Linked DNA regions of Mus musculus: regions 2, 3 and 4 are each linked to region 1. A link is a contact called in public promoter capture Hi-C data. All regions are on one chromosome and are shown on one strand. Each heading gives the region's core, a stretch centred on a gene start, on an enhancer-like site or on the middle of the called end of the contact. The rest is flanking DNA. Distances are from core to core; before and after follow the strand shown. Region 1 holds the start of Osgin2 (oxidative stress induced growth inhibitor family member 2). Region 2 holds the start of 1700123M08Rik (RIKEN cDNA 1700123M08 gene). Region 3 holds the start of Wwp1 (WW domain containing E3 ubiquitin protein ligase 1). Region 4 holds the start of Cpne3 (copine III).

Evidence for each region. Promoter capture Hi-C pulls out the DNA fragments that hold promoters and counts their contacts.
Region 2: a contact with region 1 is called in a promoter capture Hi-C map of pre-B cells, with 3 times the contacts expected there. The contact joins the promoter of 1700123M08Rik here to the promoter of Osgin2 in region 1. A contact is called at or near these places in 1 of 39 promoter capture datasets (pre-B cells) and 1 of 484 Hi-C or Micro-C datasets (CD4 T cells).
Region 3: a promoter capture Hi-C map of pre-B cells shows a contact between it and region 1. The contact joins the promoter of Wwp1 here to the promoter of Osgin2 in region 1. A contact is called at or near these places in 2 of 39 promoter capture datasets (cranial neural crest and pre-B cells) and 1 of 484 Hi-C or Micro-C datasets (CD4 T cells).
Region 4: a promoter capture Hi-C map of pre-B cells shows a contact between it and region 1. The contact joins the promoter of Cpne3 here to the promoter of Osgin2 in region 1. A contact is called at or near these places in 6 of 39 promoter capture datasets (the C10 cell line, cranial neural crest, frontonasal cranial neural crest and 3 more) and 2 of 484 Hi-C or Micro-C datasets (CD4 T cells and uterus).

What each region holds. Positions count from the first base shown.
Region 1 is chr4:16,010,871-16,017,980 of GRCm38.p6, reverse strand. It overlaps Osgin2 (oxidative stress induced growth inhibitor family member 2), which reads left to right and starts at 4,093. Exons shown (of 6, transcript NM_145950.5): 1 at 4,093-4,294. The coding sequence starts at 4,251.
Region 2 is chr4:11,963,743-11,970,852 of GRCm38.p6, reverse strand. 1700123M08Rik (RIKEN cDNA 1700123M08 gene) reads right to left here and starts at 4,279. Exons shown (of 5, transcript NR_040577.1): 1 at 4,170-4,279. Pdp1 (pyruvate dehyrogenase phosphatase catalytic subunit 1) reads left to right here and starts at 4,403. Exons shown (of 3, transcript NM_001098230.1): 1 at 4,403-4,551; 2 at 5,205-5,239. The coding sequence starts at 5,209.
Region 3 is chr4:19,706,076-19,713,185 of GRCm38.p6, reverse strand. It overlaps Wwp1 (WW domain containing E3 ubiquitin protein ligase 1), which reads left to right and starts at 4,182. Exons shown (of 25, transcript NM_177327.5): 1 at 4,182-4,347.
Region 4 is chr4:19,566,308-19,573,417 of GRCm38.p6, reverse strand. It overlaps Cpne3 (copine III), which reads left to right and starts at 3,310. Exons shown (of 16, transcript NM_027769.3): 1 at 3,310-3,417.

The DNA of each region.
Region 1 (7,110 bases), core at 2,844-5,343:
TATACTGTGGGTTCTCCCTTCTACCCTTCAATACCCCTTTTCTACCCATTCAACCCCCTAACACCACATAGGGGAGGAAAAAAGACAGAGGGGAAAGAGAGAGATGTTACCATTAAAAAACTTCCTGCTGTTTAGGATTGTCAAGTTCCTTGCTGGGGACTGGATAGCTAATTTCTTGTTGTTTTTTCTTTGCGCATGACTACTTAATAAACTGAGAAACCGTGACCAACAGCAATCAACAGCAACCACCCAACAACCCACCACCACCAGCAGCAACCCCATTGAGGCTCTCACATTTATACACCATCTGAAAAGTCCCCAGAATCCAAACATCACATACTTGCAGAATATCTGTGGCTGACAATCATGCCCCTATTAGAGCAAGAGGCAAATCATAGTCCACTGCTGTGGACAATCTAAAGCAACCCCATATCTCACACATGGAATTAAAATGAAAACATATTCTTATAGTACTTCTGTGTTTTTCAAAGAAACCAAAATTCTCACAACTCCTTTATCCTCTTCCTTCTGTTTTGTCTGTTGTTTTTCAAGGCAGGGACTCTCTATATAGTCCTGGAACTCCCTGTATAGACCAGGCTGGCCTTGAACTCTGAGACCTGCCTGCCTCTGCCTCCCGAGTGCTGGGATTAAAGGTGTGCTCCACCACCCCCTGCTACTCCTACTCTTTCTTATTATGCATTTCTTCCAACATCTTCTATTCTCATTTTCTAAAATTTATTTTAAAAATTTTGTCACATGAGGTGCCTCAATTTTTGTTTTTTCTCTAATCTTATAATACTGCAAATGATGCCCACATATTGAGTTTATAAGCTATAAAACATGTAAGACATGTAAAACATGTCTCTTCTAAATTGGCTCATTCCTTCCATTTCGTTCAAGACACAGCCAACTTTAGCCCTGTTGAGTTAACTTGGGTGTTACCTGTGTAGTTTACCACAAGCCAAATTCTGCTATGTAACACTGAACAAAGAAACAAAGTTCTGACCTCCTAAACCAACTTTGTAGCAGAGAAAACAAAAAACACATTAAAATCCTGCATGTCAGACATAGCTGTAGCCTGAGTGCAGGTGCAGCTTTCTAAGTAGGCACACAGCTTTCTGTTCAGACAGCGATGGAATCTTACTGTGTGGCTTGGTAGTTTTTCTGAATCTCACCCCTCATTAGGCTTCTTTTGCTCTCTTATTCTAACCCTTATAAAATATGATGTATGAAGTTATTTTGATCTTTTTCTGTAAATTCTCTGCAGCTGAACTGGATTGTTGTACTATTAACAAAAACTTTAAAAGGTTTACTTAAGAGGGAAGCCTCTTTGTTAGATTTCTGTCCCTTAAACAAACCTGAAGTTTTGTTCACCTGAAGTCTTTTTTTTTCAAATTTTTATTAGATATTTTCTTCATTTACATTTCAAATGCTATTCTGAAAGTTCCCTATACCCTCCCCTCGCCCTGCTCCCCTACCCACCCACTCCCACTTCTTGGCCCTGGCGTTCCCCTGTACTGGGGCATATAAAGTTTGCAAGACCAAGGGACCTCTCTTCCCAATGACAGCCGACTAGGCCATCTTCTGCTACATATGCAGCTAGAGACACGAGCTCTGGGGATACTGGCTAGTTCATATTCACCTGAAGTCTTTAATAGAGCTTCCACCCCCAGTTTTGTATGTGATCATTGAAGTGACCACACAGTACTTCCTGTCTAGGGCCAAAACTGAAGAGAATTTTAGCTTCATCAGAGATAGGCACAGCTGCTTATGGAACCAAAAGAGCAATGATCTTGATGATTAAAAAATCTGAAAGGGTTTCTACCTTCAAACTATAAAATAATACCATTTCTAGACTCTCCTCTGGAATGTTCTGAGTATTATATGACCAAATTATTGGCTTTTATAGCATGATCATTACTAGGTTTGCCCAGATGATATAAAATGCAACTGTTTGTTTTGAATGATTAAAAAACTTGTTTGTAGAAAATGGGAAAATACACTATCTTGGCTCAGGCTGCTGTACTGCCAGACTACAGATCAGAAAGCTTAAACACTAGGAATTTGTTTTCTTACAGCTCTGACACATTCAAACCATTAGGGGCTGGAGAGAGAGCTCAACTATTAAGAACATAATTGCTTTGCAGAAAGCCAGAGTTGGGTTCCAGGAACAGAGACTGGGGAGCTCCCAACTGCCTCTAACTTCTGTTCCAGGATTCTTCTATAACCTCTGTGGTTTCTGTATGTATCTGCACTCACACACTCATTTCTGCCCCATAACCTCTGTGGTTTCTGTATGTATCTGCACTCATGTACTCATTTCTGCCCCTCACACCCGGTACACGAGAGACCAAAAATAATTGTTCAAAATACATTAAATACAAACCAATGTAAATTTGAAATCTGGTGTTTTTGTTCTGCAACCATTGAAAAAACAATATAAATGAAAAAATTCCCTACAAATTAAAACAAAGACCTAATGGGAAAAGATGTATAAAGGGATAGTGGTATAAATATTAGAAAAAGCATAGTCTTATACATCACATTGCAAAAAACCACAGCTTTCCTCTTAGACAGAATAAGAAGACATTATTCTGGAGCCATTTTTAGTGGCTATAGGCCAGGAACAATTTTAACTACCCCAAATTCCATGTTCCAACTGGAAGCAGTTCTGTGAAGTTTCACAGAACAAGAAATCAAGGTAAGTGTAAAATCCATTGTTATAGTTTATTAAAGCACGCCAGAGAGACAGGTACAGCAAGATGAGGGAAGTGTTACTATAGTCTCAGGGTGTTATCTTATTGCATTCTTAGCTTTTGGTTGGTGGAAGCTAGTGGCCTGTTTAGTCAATAGATTCCAAAAAGTTTTTAATCTTCTAGTCACAAGACGTTAGTTCACACATAGAGTTGGACAAATAGCTAGTGTTCTGCAGTGCTAGATCTAGCCTAGATAAGGTAATTAGCCTCTGGATGGACCTGCAGCAATCCAAGCTTCCCACTATAATGCAGTTCTAGTCAATGTCTCGGCAGACGCAGCTTCTTCTTCCCTTTCTCCTTCACAACTGTTAACACATTAAACGTAAAATGAGCTCATACTGCCATTATTTTCAAAGAGGAGAAAAACAATTTTTAAAATCCGGTGAATACACCTTTTAGATATGGAATCCTGGAGGCACGCTGAGTTCTTTCTTTTTGAGACAGGGTCTCTCTACAAAGTCCTGGCTGTCCTATGTAGATCAAACTAGACTTGAACTCATGGAGATCCACCTGCCTCTGCTTTCCCAGGGCTGAAATTAAGGCATGGGCCAATGTTCTGCCAGGATGAGTTCTTTTAAAAAATGCAGACTCCAACCAACATTCTTAAAGAGAATTTCTTTTAAAGACATAAACATACAAGTGTTTTAACTGCTCCCCTCCGCCCCCCAATAACGGAGATGGGTGAAGGCGTTGTCGGAGCAGATTAATTAATTAATTAAGGTGATTAATCGCTCTGACAGTGTCCACCCTCACCTTTTAACTTTGGATAAATACCAAGTTGGATGCACTCCCTGTGCTGACTCAAAGACACCTGGAGAGACTCAAAACATCTTTTCTGGCCCAGCCCCTTTCCCCACTAGTCTCTGCATGGCTGAGTGAGGCCTTGCCCAGTCCGGGGAATGGTGGAGCGGCGCTCTTTAAGAAGGGAGGCTGAACATGGCCAGGGGGAGCGCCAGGCGAGCGGCCGGAGCACCTAAGGTTTGTGGGAGTCTTTGGGTGGCCGCGATGCGGGGGCCGAGGCCAGATGCACCCGAGACAGTGCGAGGACGTGAGCTCAGGTAGGTTCTCGCGGCCGGACTTCCCTGAGACCCGCAGGCCTGAGGTAGAAGCCTCCCCTCTTCTGCTCCGCAATCCCAAGAGCGGGCACCGAGAACGCACCCCGAGCCCCGAGCCTAGGCCTCGTGAGGACCCGGACCGCAGCGCCGCGGCCCTGCGCATCCCTCTCCGTGGACCCGCCCCTCGCCGCGACTCCACCAATCGGCGGCCTCGTCCACGCGCCGCACCTGGTGGGCGGAGCCGCGCGTCGCCGTCGCAGCGCCCGGTCCCGCCCCCAGCGCGGCGCTCATCACTCGCTGCGCCGCCCTGCCGCCGGCGGGGAGGAGCGGAAGCCGCTGGCCGGGGACAGACTCCCGCGCCTGTGAGCCGCGGTGCAGGCAGAGCGCGCGCCGGGACCAGCCCGCGGTCGGCCCTCCCGGAGGACGGCAGCCGCTCTCCATGCCTGTGTGGTGCTGCCGCTGCTCCCTGGCCGGTCATTTCAGGTGACTTTCCCCCCGGGATGGGTCGGAGCTGGCTCTGCAGCGTGTGCTCCTCGGCCGCCGCCCGCTGGGCCGGCGCTGCTCGGAGCTCCGTGGACCCCGCTCTTTTCTTGTCCCCTCTTCTTGTTCCTGGACCGCGCGGGTCACAGGACGGCGAGAGTGGCTAGGCCGGCGGTGAGTCGGTTACATGTAAATGGTAAATTTGAAAATCTGTGAAGAGCCTCCTTTGAATTTTTGATCTTTTAAAAATCTAATAACATAAGTTACTGGCTTGAAGGGAAGTGGAGAAGAATGTGTCATGTAGTGACAGTGGGTCGTGACTTACTAAGGTATGAGTGATGTAAAGCCATGTTAGAATGGAGAAATTTAGGAAGTGGCAGTTTTATACTCAAATTATGATGAAAGTTTCTTACGGTGAGAAAAACAATAGTTTCAAAGATGAATGAACGTATGTTCTAGATTCAGAACAATTGACCAACACTTCGGGGAATTACAGAATAAGATCAAAAGTACAAGAAACTGGATGGGATGAAATGTTACGTTTAGTAAGGACTCTGGGAACTGGCTTTACATGTGTGAATGTTACAGAATAAACTGATAAAGACTTGTTTAATAGAGGCTCATAGAATTTAGGTGAAACATTAACTTGGGTGGAAAGGATATTAATATCATTTCTAAAAATACTAACATTGCTTTCTTTACTAATGTGAGCCACAAGTCACAGTATTTGTGACTGTCATCAATACAAATCACAGAGCTTATTTTATGTGATATAGATAAATGTCGTGTGTATTTAATAACCTTCACAGAAGAGGTTAAAAAAGAATGTGAGGTGCAGAGAAATCAGACTCCTGCTGTAATAGCAACGACCTAGGTCTGCCCAACCTCCTGAGTTTGTAAGGAGACTTTAAATTCTAGATCTAGAAAAGTTTTATGCCAAAGACTGCTGGATTCTATGTTCTAGACAGATTGTTGTGTATGTACACATCGTCCACTTTGAGTATTGTAAAAAGCAGGCTGGAGTGAAAATTTGAAGCCTCTTGGGGAGCTACATTTCTTTTAGAAAATAACCCTCTGAAAGTCTCCTGACACCTTTGGGGTACTGTTGAGCGGTAAGGGGAGAGCTTGGAATTCTTACTCTGAGGCTATGTGGTAAATACCATCCATCCTCTTATCTCTGTGCAGAGAAATTTAGGGGAGGGAGTGAAAAGTGTTTGCTACAGTTTAGTGTTGGGAGAGAAGAAACCGTGTTTGCTACATTATTATAGTTAAATGTATCATTAGAGACCTTTTAAGAGTCAAGCTATAAGAAGTACTGCTTCCTTGTCTTCCCCCATTCATTCAGCAGCCTCAAGTAGCATCCATGTGTGAGTGCATCTCCATAAATGTTGGCCAGGCTGATGTCCAGATGGGAAATGCCTACTGGCAGCTCTACTGCTAGGAAAATGGCATCTAACCTGATGGCCACATGCCAAGTGACATGATCATTGGGGAAGAGATGACTCTTTGAGGATCTCCTTCAGTGAGACAGGCACTAGCAAGCATGTGCCCTGGGCAGTGATCGTAGACCTGGAATGCATAGCTATTGATGAATTGCGCACTGGTACCTACTGCCAGCTTTTCTACCCTGAGCAGCTCAGCTCATCACAGGCAAGGAAGATGCTGCCTATAACTGTGCCCCTGGCAACTACACCATTGGCAAGGATATCATTAACCTTGTCTTGACAGGACTCTCAAACTGGCTGACCAGTGTACAGAGCTTCAGGGTTTCTCCTTTTTCCATGGCTTTGGCAGGGGATCAGGCTGTGAATTCATCTCCCTGCTGATGGAGTGGCTCTCTATTGGTTATGAAAAGAAGTTGAAGCTGGAGTTCTACATTACTCAACCCCCCAAAGTTTCCACTGCTGTAGTTGAGCCCTACAATTCCATCCTCACCATCCATACCACCCTGGATGGAGCACTCTGATTGTACCTTCGTGGTAGATAATGGGGCCATCTGTGACATCTGTTATAGAAATCTCAACATTGAACACCCAATTTACACTAACTTAAATAGGATGATAGGTCAGACTGTCTTCTGTCACTGCTTCCCTCAGATTTGATGGGACCTTGAATGTTGACCTGACAGAATCCCAGACCAATCTTGTGCCCTGTCCTAGAATCTACGTCCTCTGGCCACTATGCTCCTGCCATTTTTGCTTAGAAAGCCTACTACGAGGAACTTTATAGCAGAGATGACCAATGTCTGCTTTTAGTCAGCCAACTAGATAGTGATCCGTTGGCGTCGTAAATACATGGCCTACTGTACGGCAGAGATGTGGCTCCCAAAGATGTCAGTGCTGCCATTACCATTAAGACCAAGTGTACCATCCAGTTTGTGGACTTGTGCCCCACTCACTTTTAAGATTGGCATTAGTTACCAGCCTCCCACAGTGTATCTGGCCAACAGAGCTGTGTGTATGCTTAGCAACACCACAACCATTGCTGAGGCCTGGGCTTGCCTAGATCACAAGTTTGATCTTGCGAATGCAGAGCATGCCTTCATGTAGTGTTATGTTGGTGAGGGCATGGAGGAGGGGGAGTTCTCAGAGGCCCATGGGGATATGGCTGCCCTAGAGAAGGATTATGAGGAAATTGGTGTGGATTCTGTTGAGGAGAGAGGGTGAGGAAGAAGCTGAATACTAAATTAAATTTCACAAAGGTGCAACTTTTACAAGGAAGTTTATTCTGCTTCAACTCAGAACGTTGTAGTCTGGGCATACAGTTACTGACTTTAAACATGAATAATTTGTCATAGATACAAGCTGTCCATTTCACTG
Region 2 (7,110 bases), core at 3,030-5,529, 4.0 Mb after region 1:
GAAGAGTTTTGGATTAACAGTTATTAGCAGAGGAGATTTCGAATGGCAGCCTATTACTGACTGTGTCACATGGTTATTAGTAATCACTCTTGTGCAGATCTACAACAAAAAGGAGCAAGTGGGCCAAGTCGAAAAAGAACAGCAGGAAAGGTGATGTTGAAGCCAAGTCTTGTGCTCATGAAGATCAAATGTTTAAAGGAAAGCCTGACACTAAGTGCAATAAGGAGCAGTGACCTCAGGGCAAGACTCCACCCAGCTAGGCTCCCCACTTACAAAGGGGCATTAAAAGAAAGCTTAGATAGAAAAGAAGATCACCAAGAACTGAAAACGTAATAAAATTAGGGGCACTGGTTCTAGCCCTAGCCCTAGTGACTAAGACACATTTCAAGTAGCAAGCAGAAAACCATGGCACTTCAGCCAGTTGGTTCTGGAGTACGAGTCCAGGATTCAGGGTAAAGGGGTTGCTGAATCTTCATCTGAGGTTAAGGAAAGCCAAACGGGCCAGGAAGTTGGCAAGGCAGTCCCTGCATGAGGTACAGAGGGGCCACTGTGGGAAGCTGTGAAGGTGAAGCCTTAATTGTGAAGACCCCAAGATGCTGGAAATGCCAGTGTTGTGGGATAACTGTCAAGAAGAGCTGCTAACAGGGTGTGGAACCAGACCCAAAGAGAGAAGTGTTTCAGTCAACAAAGCTGAAGGGAGCTGTAGATCTGAAGAGACTTTGACATGGAGACACCGAATTTGGAGTTTTCCCTGCTAGGTTTTATTTAAGTCTTGCTTTGGTCCAGTATTTCCTCACTATGTGCCCTTTCCTCCCTTTGGAATGGTAATGTATATTCTGTGCCATTGTATGTTAGAAGTATGTGATCTGCTTTTTTTATTATTATTTCTTTTATACAGGGTTACAGTTAAGAGATTGTCTTAAGTTACAGAAGAAATTTTAGACTTTTAAACAGTGTTGATACTTAGACTCTGGGGTCCTCTGAAGTTGGACTAAATGCATCTTGCATTATGATATGGCTACAAGCCTATGGGGTGCAGGAAGTGGGATGTGGTACTTTGAATGAGAAGGGCCCCCCATAGGCTCATGTATTTACATGCTTAGTCTCCAGTTAGTGAACTGCTTTGAAGGAATAGGAGGTATGCTGACCTTGTTAAAGGAGGTGTGCACACTGGGGTGGGCTTTGAGGTTACAGAAACCCAAGTCAGGCCCACCCAGTCTCTGTACCTGCTGCCTGGGATCAGGATGTAGTTTCTCCAGCATCATGCCTGCCTGTATGCCACGACGCAATGGACTAACCCTCTGAAACTGTAAGCAAGCCCCCAATCAAATACTTTCTTTTATGTAAGCTGCTTTAGTCATGGTGTCTCTTCAGAGCAATAGAACAGTGATTAAGACATACTCCAAGTACCATTAATTTTAAGACTCACCTTAACACCAAGAAAGCAAGCATTGATTGATTAGTTACTAGTTACTAGTTACTTGCTGATTTCCCAGAAGACCTGTAGAGAATCAGGAGGAATATGGAGAACCAGCCTCTCTTCCTTCTAACTGATTTTGGCCAAAGGCAAACAGTAACCATCAGGCTGACATGTTACACTCCTATGTAGGTTTATTTTAAGCTTCTTGGCTGGGACCTCTGAGGCTACTGGATCATATGCTGTGTGCCAAGAGAACAACTTAAATGTTACTGGTCACTTATCTCTGTGTTAGTATCTCAAAGGTACTTGTGTAGGATAGACATAGTTAATTTTTCAAAGACCCTGCTTTCTCTCTGCCTGTTCTGTCTCTATGATAATCCTAGGTTGTTTTCATGTTACTTCTCAATATCTTTCAAGGTTGAAATACCAACAGGTATTCTGGTGGCTCAAACAATCAAGTTACAGCAGAAACCCCACAGATCTGTCCTGGCCCTGGCCACATAATAACAGCACTACTGAAGTAAGTCCAGTTGGGTGGATTCCACCCAGAAAGAGAGGAAGGCCAAGCCAGAAGAGAGTCAAGGCAGAGAACTTCATCCAGGACACAGGAGTTGGAATCGCTGTGGGCTGGCATTTCACAATATGCATGTCACTCAGTCATGTAACTAGAGAATAGAACTTACACCTCTGAGACTATTTCAAAGTCATCACTCTGAGGAGGCTTTATCCCAATTCCAGAAATATCTTGGCATTCAATCTTGGTGACAAATTATTTTGACTATATTTAGTCGTGGCAAGTTACTTTTTTTTTTCTTTCTGAGAATCAGCATTATTTTCAAATATAGACAGGTCATCCAAAAGCCAGAATAAGATGGGGAAATCAATACTATCCAGGTAGAAAACTAAAAGGTTGAACATAGTAAAATAAGTTGGAAATTCTCATGCAGATACAAAAATCAGTTTGAAAAGAGAACTTTATGCGACGCGGATAGCACTGTGTTATGAGCAAGTTTGACTACTGTGATAGCCTTCAAGGTCATCTGCTGTTGAGGCATGAATTTTGGAATCTCATTATTTACAATTCTTATGTAAAGAAGTCAGCAGTCAGGCGTTTCTAGGTTCTTGGTCTCTTAATCCAGAGAACTGAAAATAAGGCCTCACGCAGATTTGCAAAAAAATCACACAATAACTTAATTGAAATGAAGCAATAACAGACTAGAAAAAGATATAGGTTGACAGTAGGCTACACGAAGAGTACTGAGGGATGAAATTATTGTTCGGGATTTCCTTTCCGAGAGTTCAAGAAAATTTGGTTGATAAGGGTTGTAATATGAGAGCTTTTCTTTTTCCTGGTAGATTAGGGCCTGCATTCACTGTTTTCATCTGTGCAGGTTCCTGTCTGTAGTGCACCTGACATTAATTAGACACACAGTCAACTATGCATAGGCAAAGTCCGGGAATATGGCATTCTCCCTAAAACGCTGAGGATACACTCTTGCCTTACTGTGTACACACCAAACTAAACCCTTGCATCAGATATATTGGGACTGTCTCTAAGTAGAAATGGCTAATCTTGATTGTTGTTAGGAGAGGATAAATGTATCTCTTCTCCAAGAGGGGAAGGCAGGGGACTGATGGGGATCTTGGCTTGTTTGTTCTTGGTTGGGGAAAGGTACCTATATTTTCCCCCTCACCAATCATCTCTGCCCGTAAGCCTCTTCTGGGGATGAGCAAATTCTCCAGTTTAGAAATAGAGGCAGCTTGAAAGATTTGGGGAATTATGAATTGCAGGTTTGGTTATATAAGGTTTTTCCTTTATTACATAAAAATTTAAATACTTCAGGATTAATAAAATTTCACAGTAAACTTGGGAGTTCATCTATCTAGTCCAAATTACTTTGTAAACTTTATTAGTTAATAAGGTGTAGAATAAATCAACGTAAACTCATTAACACTGGGCAGAAGCATAGCTTCTCCCAAGAAAGTTTCATGTCATGAAGATGGCATCTATGTGGATGTAGGTAAGTGAAGAAGGCACTGTCCCATAAAGAGACAACCGCAGATGGCAGCAAGAACCCTTAGTGTGTTGTTTAGCACATCTTAAGCCTAACCTCACCCCACAGATAGGCAAACTGAGTCTCATGGGAGGAAGATGGATTTTTGTCACTGGGAATAACTTGAAAGGCTCTTCTGACTCCAAGTTCAGTGCTCTTCCCACTTTCACTGGCTGCATTTTAAAATTCATAACTCTGAATGAGTCAGGGACCAAGGAGGGAATGCTGATTTCAAAGTCCTTCCAAGAACAAGAGCACTCGTGTTATTCTTATCTACAAAGATAAGAATTCCTTCATCAAACTTCCTTTTGCTTTTGTTTACAGCTTCCTAGCCCGGAGACATAAAAATAATTGACTATCAATCCGACCTAATAACCCTAAAATCAGCAACTTGATCTTGAATGAATGAAGCGAGACACCGCCGAGACGCTCTGCCACGCCTCAATTGTGTTGTTCCCGCGGTCTACCTGGGGCAGCCCAGTGCAGAGGAGGCTTGGCTCTCAGGCCAGCCCAGAGCAGCACGCGGGGCCCAGCAGAAGTGCCAGGCATTCGCGAAAGCCCGCCCGCCAGGAAGCAACTGGCTACCAAAGCGCCACGCGCTCAGGGATGCTGGATCCCGCCCAGGCGCTTCCCCATCTGGGAGTCCAAACGCAACCCAACCAAGGCTGTCCACCTCGCGGCACGCGCAAACCCACCTTCACCAGCAACAGGGCGTGGTCACGGGGCGCGCGCACGCGTGGAACCAATAGGCTAGCCGCGCCAAATGGAAGGGATTGTCTGACCTCCGTGACGTCACAAAACTGGCGGGGAGCGCGCCCTCTTCCGCCCCCCGCCCCTCTGGCCCTCCGGGTCCCGCCCACCCGCCATTGCGCAGCCAATCAGAAGGCGAAGAGCTCAAGAGCGCCTGTGGGGGCGGGGCAGGGTGGAGGCCGGGCGAGGCAGGGGCGCGGAGTGGGCTGGCCTGGGCCGAGCTGCAGCGCGCCGGGGTGCTGCGTGGTGCTGAGTGAGGGAAGGACGCGCACGGAGGGGTGCGGCCGCCACCCGGGGCAGACCGCAGCGGGTGCTCGACTGTGCCCGGTTGGTATCCTCGTCCACCGCTGCCGAGTCGTGAGGGGGCGTCAGGGCGGTGAAGTGGAGGGCGCGCGTGGGGAGCGGCCGCGGGTGGAGGGCCGGGTGCGCGCGGAGCCTCGGTCGCGAGGAGCTGCCGCGGGTCCCGGGCGGCACCCGGCTGTCAGCGCGCGGGGCGCCCGCTGTGGCCCGGGCGTGTCTGCCTCGGCTCCCCGCTGACACGCTTGGCCCCGCGTGGCGGAGCCGGCTGCCCACGGCGGGCTGTGCCTGGAGCTCTGCGGAAGCGGGCGCGGCGTGGGGCCGGGCGGGCCTGAAGATGCTGAGTGCTTGTGGGCTCGGTGCGCTGGCTGCATGGAGCGGCGGCGGTGCGCCTGTCCGGGCTCCTGGAGTTGCCCGCCGGGGGCTGTGATGCCGCCTCGCCTGCCGGGTGGGTTTGTTTGGTTTCTTCTTCTCCCCTCCCCTTTCTCCCCCCTCCATTCTCTCCTCCCCTCCCAGCCCATTCACTGGGCTGCTGCGAGACCTCGCCCCTCCTCCGCTCCCGCCTCCCCGCCGCCGCCTCCTCTAATGAGCATCTCTGCTTTGCTTTCAATGGGCCGCTGCTGCTGTCGCTGCTGCTGTCCGCGCGGGTTGTGGATGTTGTCGGCTCCGTGTTGTGATGACAGGAGAATGTGTGTGTGTCCCGGGCCCAGACGAATTGGTAGGTATTCACATAACTACCTGTGTTGGGTACCCAGGGAAGGATGGTGACTGATTTTGTGTATGAATGGATGGCTCTAGGGGTCCTCATGGAATTAAAGGGTGAGATAAGGAAAAGGAGACAAAGGCGCTCTGGACCAGATTTTATTTTTATTTTTATTTTTTGATAGCTTAAGTGTGATATTCTGGGACACACGAAACTGACCAAACAAGTGCTGGTTTGGTTCTTTGTGTTTTAAGGATAATGGCTTTTCTTCATTCTTGTAGACACTGAACTTGAGCTGTGAAATGGCTAGGCGTTTCCAGAAAATGCTGAAAAATTACAAATCTTAATGCAGGGCGTTTAATGCAATCAGATTACATAAACGGAGGTTCTGATACGTGTAATGAAAAGTGTAGTATTTATTTTCATTTGCGTTAGAATCTTTGCAAGACCGAGAAGCTCCAGAGTAGGCGCACCAGTAGCATTTTTCTAATCGATTTGGTCCATGGGTTTATTGATTAAGTGGAATAAAATCTTGACACAGGCTTTGCCCAGCACACCACAAAGAATGGATGGGGCTCTTTCTGTTTCTGGTTCCGGCGCGCGCACCTTTTTATTACTCATTGGCAACATCAGCCAAATCTGCCCAAGACTGATACGTACAATGTTGCCAAGTGTGGGCCATGATGGTGTATGAACTTTAAAAAATAAATAAATAAAAAGAAAGTGAGATTGCTCAAGTTAACCAACAGCTACTTTGAAATTCTTATTGCCTAATCAGGAGGCTTCTATTTTGTTAATTTAGCAAGTTTATCAGCACAGAGTGTTGTTTTTTTTTTTGTTGAATTACAGGGTGTTTAGAAGGATATTAAGAATTTTCATCTTCCTTATACATCATGTCAGAAGCATTTAATAGTGTATTGACTTGTAGCTGTCTCTGGTCGGATGGAAATACTATATAATTGGTACTGACCTGGTAGAATGCTTATTAGTTATAGAGCAGGTTTCCATGAACTCAGCTTCCCTAAGAATATGCCTTTTGAAAGCATGTTAAGAGATGAAGAATTGGAATGCAATCATATGCTAAGCTCTGAATAACTGAAAAGAAAATAATTGAAAAAACTCATGCGTACTCTGTTATTTTGACGTTTAATCTCAAATACTTTTGCTGTGAAGAAAAAAGATGTAGTGTTTGAATTTAAATATTCAGAGCACCTGCTGCATGAAGCTCTTTGTCACCAGATTTCACTCATTTTTAATCGACTTTAAAAGCAGAAAATCTATCAAAACACGGGAACTTAAGGAAAGGGAAAGGGTCCTAGGCTTCTTATGCCTTGAGTAGATGTTTTTAAATGGTTGGACCTTTGCCATCACCCCCACTCTCACATTGTTTTTAAAGTAATACAAACTTACAGATGTCTGAAAAAAATGTACTTCCATTAAAATTGCACTTACATTTTAGTTTCTAATGATAACATTTGCAGCATAAAAACAGCTTTTTGTGCATACATGCATGAAAAAGGTATGGGTTTATACCCACAAGCTAGTGTGATTGGCATATTTGTACACATCTCCTGGCTCAGACATGTACCCTTAACCTTTGGATGACATTCAGGTATTCAGTTTGAACTGTTATTTAGGTGGTTAGTCCTGGTAAATTTTTTGTTGTTAGAATTTTTTTTTCATTTCAGAAGCCTTATTTATAGACTCTAATTCCAAAATTTCTAGTTCTTGCTATTTTGTACTTTTGTCTTTAGAAACAAATCTCTTCTTGGGTAGTCTAATACTTTACTACATACGAAAGACATTCTGTCCAACTTGTATATTTGGTGCTCTCTACAAAAGCAGACACAAATCTGTCAATTTCCAGTGTTTGATTTTTTCTCTTC
Region 3 (7,110 bases), core at 2,933-5,432, 3.7 Mb before region 1:
CTTCTGGATTGTATGAACCACTTTTCTAATGTGTGTGTGTGTGTGTGTGTGTGTGTACTAATTCTGATTCATGGAAGAACCCGGATATGTGAATAAGATGCAGTTTTCCAAGATACAATTGCTTCAGTTTATTCCTAACTTTTATTTATTTATTTATTTATTTATTTATTTATTTATTTATTTATTTAAATCAGGGTGTCATTGTCTCATGGTGTAGCACTGTCTGTCTTAGAACTCACTATTTTGACCCAGCTGTCCTTAAAATCACAGAGATCTACCTGCCCCTACCTCCCAAGTGCTAGGATTAAAGGTATGCACCACCAAGCCTGGTTCTTAACAACTCTTAAGTCTAACATTCTTTATACCCTATGTCTTGCCTAACAATAAGTAGGAGAGAGTTGCTCAGAGGCAAGTAGTCTGCTGTCATCTTAATTTCTCTGACTTGTGTGGACCTGAAGGGAGCAGCAGGTTGTTTTGTGTGGCACTGCCAAGTACAGGAAAAATGGGTAACGTTACTTTAGTACAGTGCTGGACAATTTTGATTGGTTCTTATGGGGGCATGGAAGCTATCTTGTGCATAAAGGATGTTTAACACCATCCTCTAGACAGTAGTCAAAACCAACTTCCTAATAAAAGGAACACACACACACACACACACACACACACACACACACACAGGGGTGGGGTGGGGAGGCAACTTTAAGACATCACTTAATTCCTCTGCAATGCAAAATTGTCTCAGATTGAGAACCACTGGTTTAGGGAACTTGCTTTCTATTACTGGATATGAAGTTATATCCCATGATTTAGTGGCTTTGAACTATAACAAAGCCATTCCATTCCATTCATGGTTCTGTGGGTCAGGCATGTGAAAGACTTAACTGAATGGTTTTTGTTTCATATCTCTGTTAGGCCATGGTCAAGATGACATTCTCTGAAGTCTTGGAGTCACTGAAGTGGTTGGTAATTGGTAGGGGTCCCTGGGTCCCTCTTGGTCGCAGGCAAGATGGCATAGTTTCTTACAATGTGGTCCTTCATAGGAAGCTTAAGCATGTTCTTGCCACTTGGCAGCTGTTAATGATTTGAGAGGATGGAGGCATGGACTTATAATGTCTTTTTATGATACAATGTCAGGAGTAACAATTCAGCTTTGTTACATATGTTGGAACCAAGTTGCACACTGTGGGCCCTCTTAGAAGCACATTAGGTTCTGGTTTGTGAGGAAAGAACTATCTACAAATTTGAGAGCACAGTTTTTAAGACCACTACTGATAGAGAAAAGTTTTTAGACAAATAGAATGGAGAGTACTATGAACTATTCTAAAACAAATGCTAACTTATTGTTTAGTGAAAAGGTAAATCGTTAAGCAACTAGAAAACAGACAAATTATATGCTGTTAAGATGAAATGAATTCACAAAGTCAAAACGAAACAAAATGGCAAAGACAAAAGTTTCACCTTCATCAATATTTACATTACATGAAGAAACAGTGAATAGTTCTGTTAGAAAGCAGATAATTATGGACCAATAATAAGTACATATTTGCTCACAAGGACTCTACCTTGATCACCTGCACAGTAATCTCAAGCCGTGATGTGTGGAACTTGGTAATATTCAGCAGCAGTAGTTTTTAGACTAGCCTATGTGTTAGATGTCTGTAAGTATTGTACCTGTAGCAAATCACTTATTTTTTACTATGTCATGTAGTTATCACTATACCAGTTTTCTAGCTTAGGTATAATCAGATCAAGTAACTCATAGCTTGTGCTGGCACCTGGGCTGGATCATGTACTAGGCAACAGAGGTGCAATGCTTGTGGCTCACAATACTTTCAGAGCCCACAGAAGCAGCTTAATTCCTATGAAGAGTGATACAAAAAATGTAAATATCGAATATAATATTTTAAAGTATAATGTCAACACATTTTTTTTCATGGATCAATGCAGTCTTAAAATACAGTTTACAGTGGGCTTTGCTTGATTTTTAAATGAAAGGAGAGGCCTCATAGGTAGTTTCTAAGGTCATGAAAGTGAGACTGTGTCTGCAGTGGCCAAGCTGTGCTTTGATCCCAGCAATGTGTCTCCTAAGCCTACACTCTCTCTGCACGGCACCTTGTTCATGTGTTTCAGGGGGGCTAAACTTAACGCGCACTCTGTGATTACCTTGGCAGGTTTAACATGAGACAGTAAACAAGGACAAGGGAAATGATTGATGAGAAGATACAAAGAACGGTGTTCACTAGAAACTACAAAATATTCAACAGTAACACATATTTGATGTTAGGCGTCAACTTAGGGCATAGGAGAACCTAGGGGCTTCTCTTGGGGCCTTAGGGAAAGTCTGAACCAATGGAGGAGTGAGAGACTGAGACAGGAAGGCAGAAGGAGAAGTCTGTACACGCTCTGGAGAAAGGCAGGCCCCTGTGAAGAGCATTTTGAAGCAGCTAGTACATTTATTTACAGAGATCTTACAGGGGGGAAAAAAGGGTCCAGGAAATGTAAAGGCAACACAGTTTAAACACACAGCCAAGTGGACACATTCAGTAATCTCCTAGCACTACAAATAGCATATGAGCTTGAAGGTGCTCTGAAAAGCACGTTGTCATAAGACCTGTGGACAGGTTATTACTGTGCCCAATGACCTTAAGCATTAGAGTGACATGATGTTTGGTGTCCGCTGGAAACTTGACAGAATCTAGAATCACCTGGGAGATGGCCTATTGACATTGCCTTCAAAGGATTATCTTGCTTCTGGTAACTGAGGTGGGCAGGGCCATTCCATGGGCTATATGCAACAAAGGCATGATAAGCATGCCTCTCACTCTATTTCCTCACTTCTGGTTTATTGTGACCAGCTGCTTCAAGCTCCGGTCACTAGGTATGAGCCAGCGTAAACTCCATTTCCCTTAAGTTGTTTTGGACCAGTCATTTATCACAGCAAGAGGAATAGGTTGAAGAAAAGTAAAATTGTCATGTACATTTTTGAGAGATTTTTGTGCACCATAGGCATATGCCCCTAACTTATATGTAAAATTAGGGGCTAGTAACTAATGGACCAGAGTGGAAAAGAATGAACGTTTGTTCATTCAAGTGGTATTTACTGAGTCCTACAAATACTCATGGAGCCTTAGTGTTCTTCTTGGTAGACTACTTTTTTCTCTTCTTCAAAAGTTGCAGCAACAACGGAGTGAATCAGAAAGGTGGTTTAATGTTAACAAGATATTTAGAACAGAAATGTTACAAGGTGATTAGGCTGAGAACTTGTTACCTATGGAGTAGTGAAGTTAAAGGTGTCACAGGCAACAAGAAGCCAGGATTCGTGAACTTTTCTGACAAGAGAACTAGTCGGCTCTGGGGTGGGTTTAAATTAATTTGTGAGGTCTAGCTGAGGTGTTTGGCTAAATGTACTATTTATTCTGGAAGAACTTTTGTTCTTTCTCTGAAGTAGAATGGCGGGCCATATGGTGAGTAATGTGGTCATTACACTGCAGTGTGACCTTTCTCGCAATGTAAATTACCAACAGCTCTTTTCTAAACCAGTTGACTCATTGTGTCAAAGAGTCAAGAGACAGCTACCTTTCAGAATTACTGTGTCCATTAACTGTACGAAAAGGGATATATGCACTTGCTCAATCAGTAGTAGCTTTGTCCCTGGGCCACTGTGGTGCCAAGAGAAAGGAACAATTTCATTACCAACACAATGGTCTCGTGTGACTACCATTACTAATGGACCCTAAATCAAATATTAAAGCGAGGTCAAGGGGTTTTCCTTCGCAGCCTACTTTGGCTGCGAAAGCACGGACGTGCCTGGAGGGTCTTCCCTGAGGTTATGCAGGAAGCTCTGCAGCTGACTGAACAGACCAGGTAGCTGCTGTTCACAAGTCACCACCGGCTTCCCGGCGGCTGCCCCGCCCCCTTTCCGGCTCTGGCTCCACCTCCTCTCCCTTATTGGTTGGCGTGCCTCTCCGCCTGACCGCCTGGAAGACCCGGAGGAGCGGAGTGGCCCCTAGGCGGGCTGGGCGCGCGCTCGCTGCGCATGCTCGAGGGCAGCTGGATTCCCGGTCTGGACCAGAGGCTCAGAGCGGCCCCGGCGGGGAGGCGCGCCCGTGCGCGGCAGCGGCAGCGGAGTCGCGAGCACGCTGCGCGCTCCCGAGGAAGGGAGGTGTAGGCCGGGGTGGGTGGGGGGAGGGCCGGGTGTCGGCGCGCTTGGCGTGCGGGATCCGAGTGGCTGCGGGCGGCCTGAGCTGCCCGGCCGACGCCTGCTGCGAGATGGCGATCTTGGGCGCGGAGGGCTGAGGAGGCGCCGCCGCGGTGGCTGCGGGCCCCGGGAGCCGCAGCTTTGCGCGGGTAAGTACAGCGGGGCTCTGGAGGGCGGCCGGGCCGGAGTTCGCCGGGGTGGGGTCGCCGGGCTTGCCCCGAGCTGGCCCTGGCACCGGCCTGTGCGGGTGACACCGGAGCCCGGCGAAGTGGCTCGGTGACTGCAGTGCTCAGCCTCCTGACCGGCGGCTTGCTGGCGTCCCAGCTTCCCCGCCTCAGAACTGCTGCCCTGACTTTCACCCGGATCCCACCGGCGCGAGCCGGGACGCCAGCCTCAGAACGTCCTTTTCTGACACGTTTTTAGCATTCAGCTTTTTTTTTTTTTTCACTGACTCCGCACCTCCTCTCACCAACAATCTTAATCTCCACCTTTGGTGACCTGGTAGGTTCAAGTGACCTTGCAAAATTTTCTAATCCTCATCTCGTGATTTGGGTCCTTTTCCTTTAAATCTTCTTTTAAAATGTAGTATTGTTAGGATTTGGTACTTTGCCCGTCGCCTTTAGCCTTTACAGTCCTTAAATGATCAGTTTGTGGCTTAGGGCTGTATGGCTTTCTACTCATCGGTTTGGAGTTGTAAGTTCTTTTGCTCTAAGCGATTCCTCTTCATTATTACCAAAAAGAAGGTGTATCTATTATGCTTTTGAAATATTTTACTCGTCCACCATAAAATATTTCACAAATGTCTGTGTTTTCCCTGTTAATGTTTCATCTTTTTGTGTGCATAAAATTGAATTCCTCCCCCTAAAATGCCGCTACTTAGAGTTATGGAAAAAAATGCCAGAGTTACCTTCCCACTCCCCATTTGGTGTTTTTTTTACCCCTGATGAAATACCCTGTTCACAGTTGTCTGTAGGTTTCTGTAAGAGTTTTTGCTTATGTATAAATCCACTTAACATGTCTCACCAAGTCTGTATGTAACTGCTAGTAAAACTCTCCTTTTAAAAAAGACATTCTTTCATTTATCTAACTTCCTTGAGCCATAAAACTATGTGCTTAAGCTGACTGAAAATTACCATTTTTTAAATAACTAGTTAACATTTTAAATTCAAAGATAATGTCCAAGTGTTGGAGCTGTTGAAATTGAGATGCTTGAGAAATGTGACTTAGCTCTTTGAGACATAGATTATTAACATTTCCAAATAATTCTTCACGTAAAATGTAGAGCTGCTTTTAAGACACTGTACTTTTGAAACCCAGGGCATGGCTGATCAGGTCTCTTGCCTTCAAAGAGATGGTAATCTCTTGAGTTGGCTGAAATTTCTGTTACATCCTTGCACAATTATTAAGCATCAACTGCATGACAGTGAGGTATTTGGAGGTATATGTAGATCAAATGGTTAGCAGCTTCTGTCTTTGCAGGCTATGGAGGAGGTATGTGTGTTGGGTTATATACCGATGCTCCTTTTATGTCCCTGTGAATAAATGGCAGGATCTCACTACAAAGCCCAGTCTGGCCTTGAACTTGCCATCTTCCTGCCTCTGAGGTCATAGGTCTATGCCACCATGCCCAGAATACCTTTGTGTGCGTGTGTGTATGTTTCATAAATATATAAAATTGTCTCAAGTCGAGTTCAGAGAGGGTACTTCTTACATGAGTTAAGGGGTTTTGTATTTTGAGGACTCTGGACTGAAGGGTGGCATGAAGGATGACAAGAAGTCAACAAGGAACTGTAGTTCATGTAGAGGACTCTAAGAGGGTTTGGATGGAGTCTGCAGGATTTCGGATATAGGGTAAGAAAATTTGAAATAAAAACCAAGACCAGTAACAAGGTGGTTTTTCTTTCTTTAGTTTTGTTTTGGAACAGGTCTTGCTACGTAGATGTGACTGTTCTGGAACTTGCTTGCCCTGTGGATCAGGTTAGCCTTGAACTCAGAGATCTACCTATCTCCCTCTGCCTTCCCAGCCTTAGAATTAAAGGGTTCGCTACCACTCTTGGCCCAAGAGTTATTATTAAATTGAGATGAATTTCAGGTTACTAGACAGTGTGGGGCCCACAGGAGATTGTTGAGTTTAAGAAACAATTTTACACCTTGGCTTAGAAAAATTAATCTAGTGGCATTGTGTAGTATGAATTGAGGTAGGAGGAACCTGGAAATTCATAAATTACCCCAGGATTTCCATCATTACAGATAGCAGGGGTCTGACCAAGTGGAAAGGACAGGAAAGCAGGATAGAATTTGGCAATCAAGTTAAAGTTAAAATAATTGCCAAGATGACTCAGTGGGTAAAGGTGTTTGCTGCCAATCCTGGTGACCTACACTTGATCATAAAACCCCCTTGGTAGAAAAGTAATCTACTCTCCAAAGTTGTTGTCCTCTGACCCTTATACTTGCACAGTGACACAAACACATCCTCTTCCCTTCACAAATTTTTTTTTTTTAGAAGTCGGGGTCTTACTGTGTTGCTGTGGCTGCTTTGGAACTCACTGTGTACACCAGGCTGGCCTCGAACTCACAGAGATCCACCTGCCTCTGCCTTCTGAGTGCTGGGATTAAGGCGTGCATCACTATGCCCAGCTGAAATAATTGTTTTTTTTAAAGTTAAAATAATGATTCTGACCCATGTCCATCGGGAAAGTGATGGTAGCATAGAAGTGTTATCTTTAGCAGGCCTGTATGATGTTCATAGGCTTTGGGGAATTACTAACTAAAGAAACTAAAGAAATCTATTAATAGGTCATGTGCAACCATGCTTTGTGGATGTGATTTTAGGGGAGTCCATAAATTACCTGAAGCTCTTGCATGAAACCCATAGGCTGTCTGCTGTGCTGGGGACAGCTTTTAGAATTACT
Region 4 (7,110 bases), core at 2,061-4,560, 3.6 Mb before region 1:
TGTGTCACAGGTAGAGCCATACCACAACTAGAAACAGATTTTTTTTTTCAGGAAGTAACACAATCTTGGGGTTCACAATATGATCAAATATCTTACAACACCTTTGCACACTGAGGCTCTTGATATGATTTTATCTGATTATTGGCAAGATATGACGATTTTGTGTGCATGTTTTTGAACCCAGGACCTTGAAAGTATGAGCTATACTATCAAGCATGTAATGGGATCTGTTCAAGAAGAAGATTGAAAGAGCTGGTGATGTAGCATGTTGGGAGAGTGCTAGTATGTAAAAGGCCTTGGGTTTGATCCCTAACCCTGTTAGAAAAGTAAATAAAAGGAAGAGCCTGGCAAACAGACTATACTATCTGCTATCTTTCCCGAGTCTTGTGGTTCATTCCCTGACTCCTCTCCCCCTCCCCACATACCATATGTGTCTATCTCACTCAGGTCCACTGCCTTTTCTTACCCTACAATGGGCCAAAGGCTTCCTTACATGATATTTTCTCTGCCACTATTCCTTCATATTATACTATCAGATGCCATCTTCCTTTCCTCATATGAGTTCATATTTCTTACCTGGCTCATTTCAATTTATCTTTCCATTATCAGTGTGTCACTTCCTCAAAGAAACTTCTCCTTATTCCTCCTAAATATATTTCCATTTATTAATTCATAATTTGACTTTTGCAATGGTTTGGACTATATTTTGGAGGAACTAGTAACATATGCCTTCATTATGCTATAATCTCAATGACTGATTTTTTTCAATTATACTAGGGTTAAATTTTTTTATACTTTTTCCATTCATTCAATAAATGTGTATTGTGTATATGTAATGGTAGATCTCAAACCCTAGACAAATGGCTAACTGAGATGCCCATTTAACATATCAGAGCAGATGCTGGTAGCCAGGTTCTCAGCAACTACCTATTACAGGCCATCCTGGCTGGCATACCCTCCCCCCTACCCTACTATGCATCCTACTATGCTCTCCCTCATAGTTACAGTGGGCCTTCTCCACTCACACCTAGCAGCACCATGCCCCCTCCCTTTTTTAAATATAATATACCTTCTACCTTCTAGTAATCAGAAAAGTAGAAACACTTGTAAGATACTTAAGTATATGTACTGATAGATGGTGCAAAATGCCAGCTAGGAAGGTGAAGGAGAAAGGGCTACAGATGTATTTCTGTAAATGTTTGCAATTCTATTTTAATTTTCCCCCCTTTCAATGTCCAGTACTGAACACAGAGCCTTGTTTGTGCTAGGCATTTAGTACTTTATAACTGAACTATGACCTCAGCCAAACATTGCAATCCTAACCTGGATAATGGCCAGAGAAGGCTTCACTCAGAACTTTTGAGTTAATACCCAAAGAAGCGAGTCATGAGGGGTGTTAGGGACACAGCATTTTGTGTAGAGTAAAATAAACATGCAAATTTTTGCTCTGGAAAAGTAGATGGAAATCTATGACCATTAGGGAAGAGGAAGTAAAAGGTAAGGGACAATGATAAGTTAGGTGGCTAGCAGTGCAGTTTCTCTTCCCACTGTAAGGATTTTGAATGTTTGCTTTATATGACTAGGTCATATCTAATTTACATCTTATTTTGGATCCTTCTATGTCCAAAGTAGACTAAAGGTGAGCATGGTTGACCTACGAGAGGCAATCTCTTGAAGGAAACAAACTCACTTTCTCCCAGCAGTTTTCAGTTGCTACTACATTACTAATATACAGCTAAGAGTGAGACTTTATACCTATTGCCCCTCTCCATGCTGAGAATTTGTCCAACCTGAGCTTTTGCAGGTCATTCCAGGCTGTCAAAGTTGCAGTGAGCTCACATTTAAAACTGCCCAGAAGACTCTAGCTCTTACATTCTTTGCTTTCTGTCTTCTTTAATGATCACTGCTGGGTCTTGGAAGGAGGGGGCATGATGCAACTATCCCATTTAGGGGTATGCTTTCCTTAGTCTCACCCTCTGTGCCTTGGACATTTGCGGGACTCTGTTCACCACGGCTGCAAACAGAAGCTGCTCTGATGAGAGCGGAGAGGTGCATTAATCTATGAGTTTAACGAAAAGCCATTAGGAGCTGACTTGATACTCTGTCCATTGAGCAGAATATTTATAGTAGATTCTCCCCTGGGTCTGTGACCTGCCTAGCTGTTGTTTTTGCCTCGATAATAGTGCCAGGTATGGATTTCATTTTGTGGAGTGGAGTGGAACTTAAATCCAATCAGAAAGTGGTGAGTTATTTCCATGATATTCCTGCCACTATTGCACAAAGGGCATGTCTTTCCAGGCTGCTCATCACTGGCGCTCTAGGGTTCACTGCTGGGTAAGACTGAGATGACCTTTCTCCTCTGGAAGCTTACATATCACATTCCATTCTTTAGTCCTTTCTATTGAGTGTCCCCCCCCCCCCCCGCCTTTTTCCCCTCACCAATGTAAGTGAAGTAACTTTTGTAATACTGTTCGTTTGTCTTTGTTGATTTTTATCCCATTTTTTTCCAGCAGATATTTTAAATTTTCATTCAATAGAAGGATGTGACTTTGAGTACCCATCACCATAGGCATTTTGAGATTAGCATAATCTGATGACTTTAGGCAAATTGAACAACTGTTTACCTACCACATTTCACAGTATTTTCTTGCACCATTCTTATGAAAAGGCACGTGGCGCTAAACACATAACAAAGCTTTTGTGACGACCAAATAAAATAAATATATATTAAATAAAATAAGCATGTAAAATTACTCTGGGAAGGTGTACGCTCTACAGAAGGATGCTTAAGAGCTGGCATTTCACACTATTTCCTTGTCCAGATCTGTTTTCTTTCTTTATTTTTTTAAGGTTTATTTGTTTTGCTTTGCATGTATGAATGTTTTGCTTGCATGTTTGTACACACACACACACACACACACACACACACACACACACACATACACACACACCTGCCTGCTGCCTTGGGGAGATCAGAAGAGAATGCCAGATCCTCTGGAATGTGCTAGATGTTTGTGAGCTACAAACCGGGAACTCTGCAAGAGCAACAAGTGCTCTTCACTTCCGAGCCCCCCCCCCCTCCCCCCCAGACCAGATCAGATATTTTACTGCCTAAAGTCAATTACGGGTTTTGTAAGAATTCTTTAAAAGGTCAGCGGGTTGAGGCGCAGCAAAGAAAACTGGGAGTGAAAATGGGTTGAAATGGGTTGGGCAGCAAGCTCCCTATCAAAAGCAAAACTTCACCTTGGTCCCGCCCACAAGCTCCGCCCTCGCCCCTCCGCTCCGGGACTCCGCCCACGAGCCCCGCCCCTCCGCGGTCCAGCCCTCAGGTTCCAGTAAAGCCCCTGCGGTCCTGCCGCCTTGCGGTGCTCCTCGCTGGCTCTCCACCCTCACTCGACTTCTGCGGCGATATAGCACGTGAGTGCGTGACTTTTCCCAGCTCCGGAGCCGTGTGTCCCAGCCCAAGCCTGCAGCCTCCCGGGAAGCGGGCCGGTCCCGGGCGGGAAGACTTAGGGCCCTCAGGCTTCCATGGCCCGTCCCTCCGGGCCCCGGGCGCTGGAAGTGCTCCGTGGGTTTCCGGTGCCCACTCTGGGGACTCCCGAGTGTCGCGTGCTGGGTCCGCGGCCCGTGGAAGTCCGGGGCTGGGGGTCAGCCTGGGGGCCGCGAGCGCCTCCTGGGCCTGCGGCTCGCGCACCTGAAGAACCCTGCCGGGGATCCGCGGGCCTCGAGTGGAAGGGCAGGGTGGGGCGAAGGGTTACAGCCCCGAAATCTCGGTCCCGCTCAGCGGGGAAAGATTGGTGAACCAGACGAACCGGTCGTGTGGGGGAACGGTGGAGGAAAGGCTGCGTGCTGAGGGAAAAGGTGCTACTGAATTCGGTGCAAAGCTGGGCCTGGGTGAAGTCCTAGCAAGCTCCTGCACCTGTGTCCAGGGCTTTGGGCTCACTGCACACGCGACGCGAAGGAAGGGCAGTGCCACTTACTTGTTTTGCAGTCAGAAACTTGAGAGCATAGTGACCGTTAGTGTTGGCGCTAATGCACTTGACTGCGATCAGCTTTTGTTTCTTTCTGTTGTGTTTGTGGCCGCCAATAATCAGAGGGTGAAGTAGGATTAAAATAACCAGTGGTTTGCAGTGACCCACAACCTCTGTGTTAAGACCATTTTTATATATAGTTAGCTCACAACAAGCATAAATGCGACTATTATCTTTTTCACTCCTCAGGAAACTGGAATTAATTTATGAAACTTGGCACCTCTGAAAGTGGTAGCATTAGGTTTCGATTGTGGTCTGTACTTTTTTTTTAATACTTTACGATTTACAAAAGTAAGTGAATCTTATTTCACAAGAAAGGCAGTGACTATCTGTCTAGTTTCAAGTATGTTCTGAGGTTTTGTTATCTGTCTAACCTTTGGGTGGGATGCCCAACCCTTTATGGTGTGTTTCTACATTTGTAAAATGGATATAGCACTGATGTGTCAGAGTGGTGAGGGCTAAATAAAATGTTTGTAGATCACTCATCGAAGTGTCTGATACATAAATAACGATAAGATAAATGATGATGGTAGTTGTAGTGACAACAGTGGATTCTCAGAATCTATCTGCTTTTCAACACTCCCCCTCACCCTGCCCCCTCTGTTTTGAGAATATTTTTTAAAAGGCGGCCCCTTTTGGCTGATGAGTTGAAAAATGCACCCCACTCGAGCCTGAAAATCTAGTGCCTCATCTCCAAGATTGGACCATGCAGAAGCTCTCTTAATGAGACAAAACTGAATTTCTGGTTTTTAGATTAAAACACGCCTGGCACAGGAAGGGAAGGAAGTACTGTCTTTCAGAATCTCTTCTCTGATCTATCCCCTAAAGCTGACGTCTAGAATTGGGGGAGCAAAATTATTCATTGCCTCCAAAGGCATGTTGATAATTGGACATCTCTTTTAATTTTACTTGAACATTTATAAACAGTGATCTATAAAATAAAGCCTTAATTCCAGCACTCAGGAGGCAGGGTCAGGTAGGTCTCTAAGTTTGAGGCCAATCTGATATGTAGAGGGAATTCCAGGACAACTAGTGCTATATACAGAAACTCTGTTGGAAACCAAAAACAAACAAACAAACAAACAAAGGAAATTAAGATATTTTATGGGGCTGGTGACCGTGGTTGGTGTAAGGGAACTTGTCTATCAAGCTGATGACCTTGGGCTTAGTCCTGCAACACTGAAATAAACAAATAATTAATTAAAATATTTCTTAGCATTCTTTACAGTGACATTTCTTCTGCACCTGCATCTGCTCAAGCACTCAGCTCATATTGTCTCTGTGCTCTCTCATCTCTTCTTATGCCTTGGTTCGTGGGGTTTTCTTTCTTGCTGTCTTTTGGTGCTGTCCTCAGATTCCATTTATAGTTGTTAAACTACCTCTTTTCCAAAAATTTCTTTCACTAACGGTGAAAGATAAGTTAAGAAAGATAATGTTGGATGTGAAAAATGATTTCATGACATTTTGACCTTTAAATATTCAAAATGAGGCACAATTCTTTGTCAAAGTTTGATCTTGCTGGTGGATCTTTTAGAAAGAATCAATACCACTTCCATTAGTTCTCAGCCTCTTGAGGAATCCATTACACTGTTAGGTCCTTTCTGAGGCCTTTATGTTACAGTCTAACTTCCTTCTAAAGTGGTTTTGTTTTGTTTTAATGTTCTTGATTTGTTTTGTAGATACTGCTGCCTAGGTTAAAGTGTAAATGAACCAGGTAGAAGACCTCTAGAAGATTTGTTAAAAGAGTCGCCAAGAAAGAACTTAAATGACCACTTATCATAAACTTTTTAACATTAAGTTTCATACTGATAAAGAAGGGAACTTATATACACATTTTGATAACATTCTGATAACAAAATTTAAACCATAGCGTAGCTATGTTATACTACACTGGCTTAAATGTATTTGAAAAAGGCTGGGAATAGGGTACAGAGATTTTTTTTTGGAGAGGCTTTTCATTCTCATAAAGAGAATAAAATATAACAGCTCAGCTAAAAGGAATCATAACCCTTAAAAAGACATGAAAATTAACAGTACTACGATCATACCAATTTCTATTAGATAGAACATGAATACAATTTCTCTATGAGAAGGAAATATTACACAGTTTAGTAAAACCACTATCTTATGAAATGGATATATTATGTCTATTTCCTGTAAAAATTACCAAAGCAACAATGTGGATAGTGTGGTTTATAGTGTCATCATATTAACTTGTTTTCTGTTTTTTCTTTTATTTTTTTCTTACTTATTTGAGACAAGATTTTTCTGTGTAGCCCTAGCTATCCTCTGCCTCCCCTAAGTGTTGGAATTAAAGCTGTGTGCCTCCGCTGTCCAGCCTCCCCCTTCCTCTCTTTCACTTCTCTCCTCTCCCCTCTCCCCAGTTCCTCCCCCCCCCACCTTCCCCTCTCTTTCCTTTTTCATATAGACTCTTGTGTAGTCTGGGGGAAACATCCAGACTTGCTGTAAAGGCAAGGATTGCATTCACCTCCTCCCTCTGCCTCTCAAGTGCTGGCATTATCAGTATGTGTAACCACACCCAGGTACTTAAAGGGCTGAAGTTTTCCTTTTACAGTTCCTCTAAACATTGAGATGATATTACAGTAAAATTCCTATTTGCAAATGTGAGAAGGAGTGGCAATTTATTTCCATCTAGATAGGGATTTTTTTTTTTTTTCAAACAAGACTTTCTCTGTGTAGTCCCAGGAACTCTGTAGACCGGGCTGCCCTCAAACTCCTGTGAGGAGTCCTGAGAGATCGTCTTGCCTATGCCTCCTGAGTGCTGGGATTGAAGGCTTGTGCCACCACCACCTGGCTTGGGATCATATGTTTTAAAAAGAAGTGAAAATCTAAACAAATGTTTCCTGGTGGTATTGTTAAAAGAAATTGTTGCAATTCCTAAAAGTGCGGAACACCTACAGTGTTTCTCTTCTGCTCTGCTTGTCTCCTCAGCCTTGCTTATGATGGGAGGTGCTGTTAAGTCTACTCCGTTTGTTCACCTTTCTATCCTGTAGTCACATTCACGTGAGAGTTTCCTTATGTCAGTGTTGTTCCCCAGCAGCTCAGAAGAGTGCCTGAC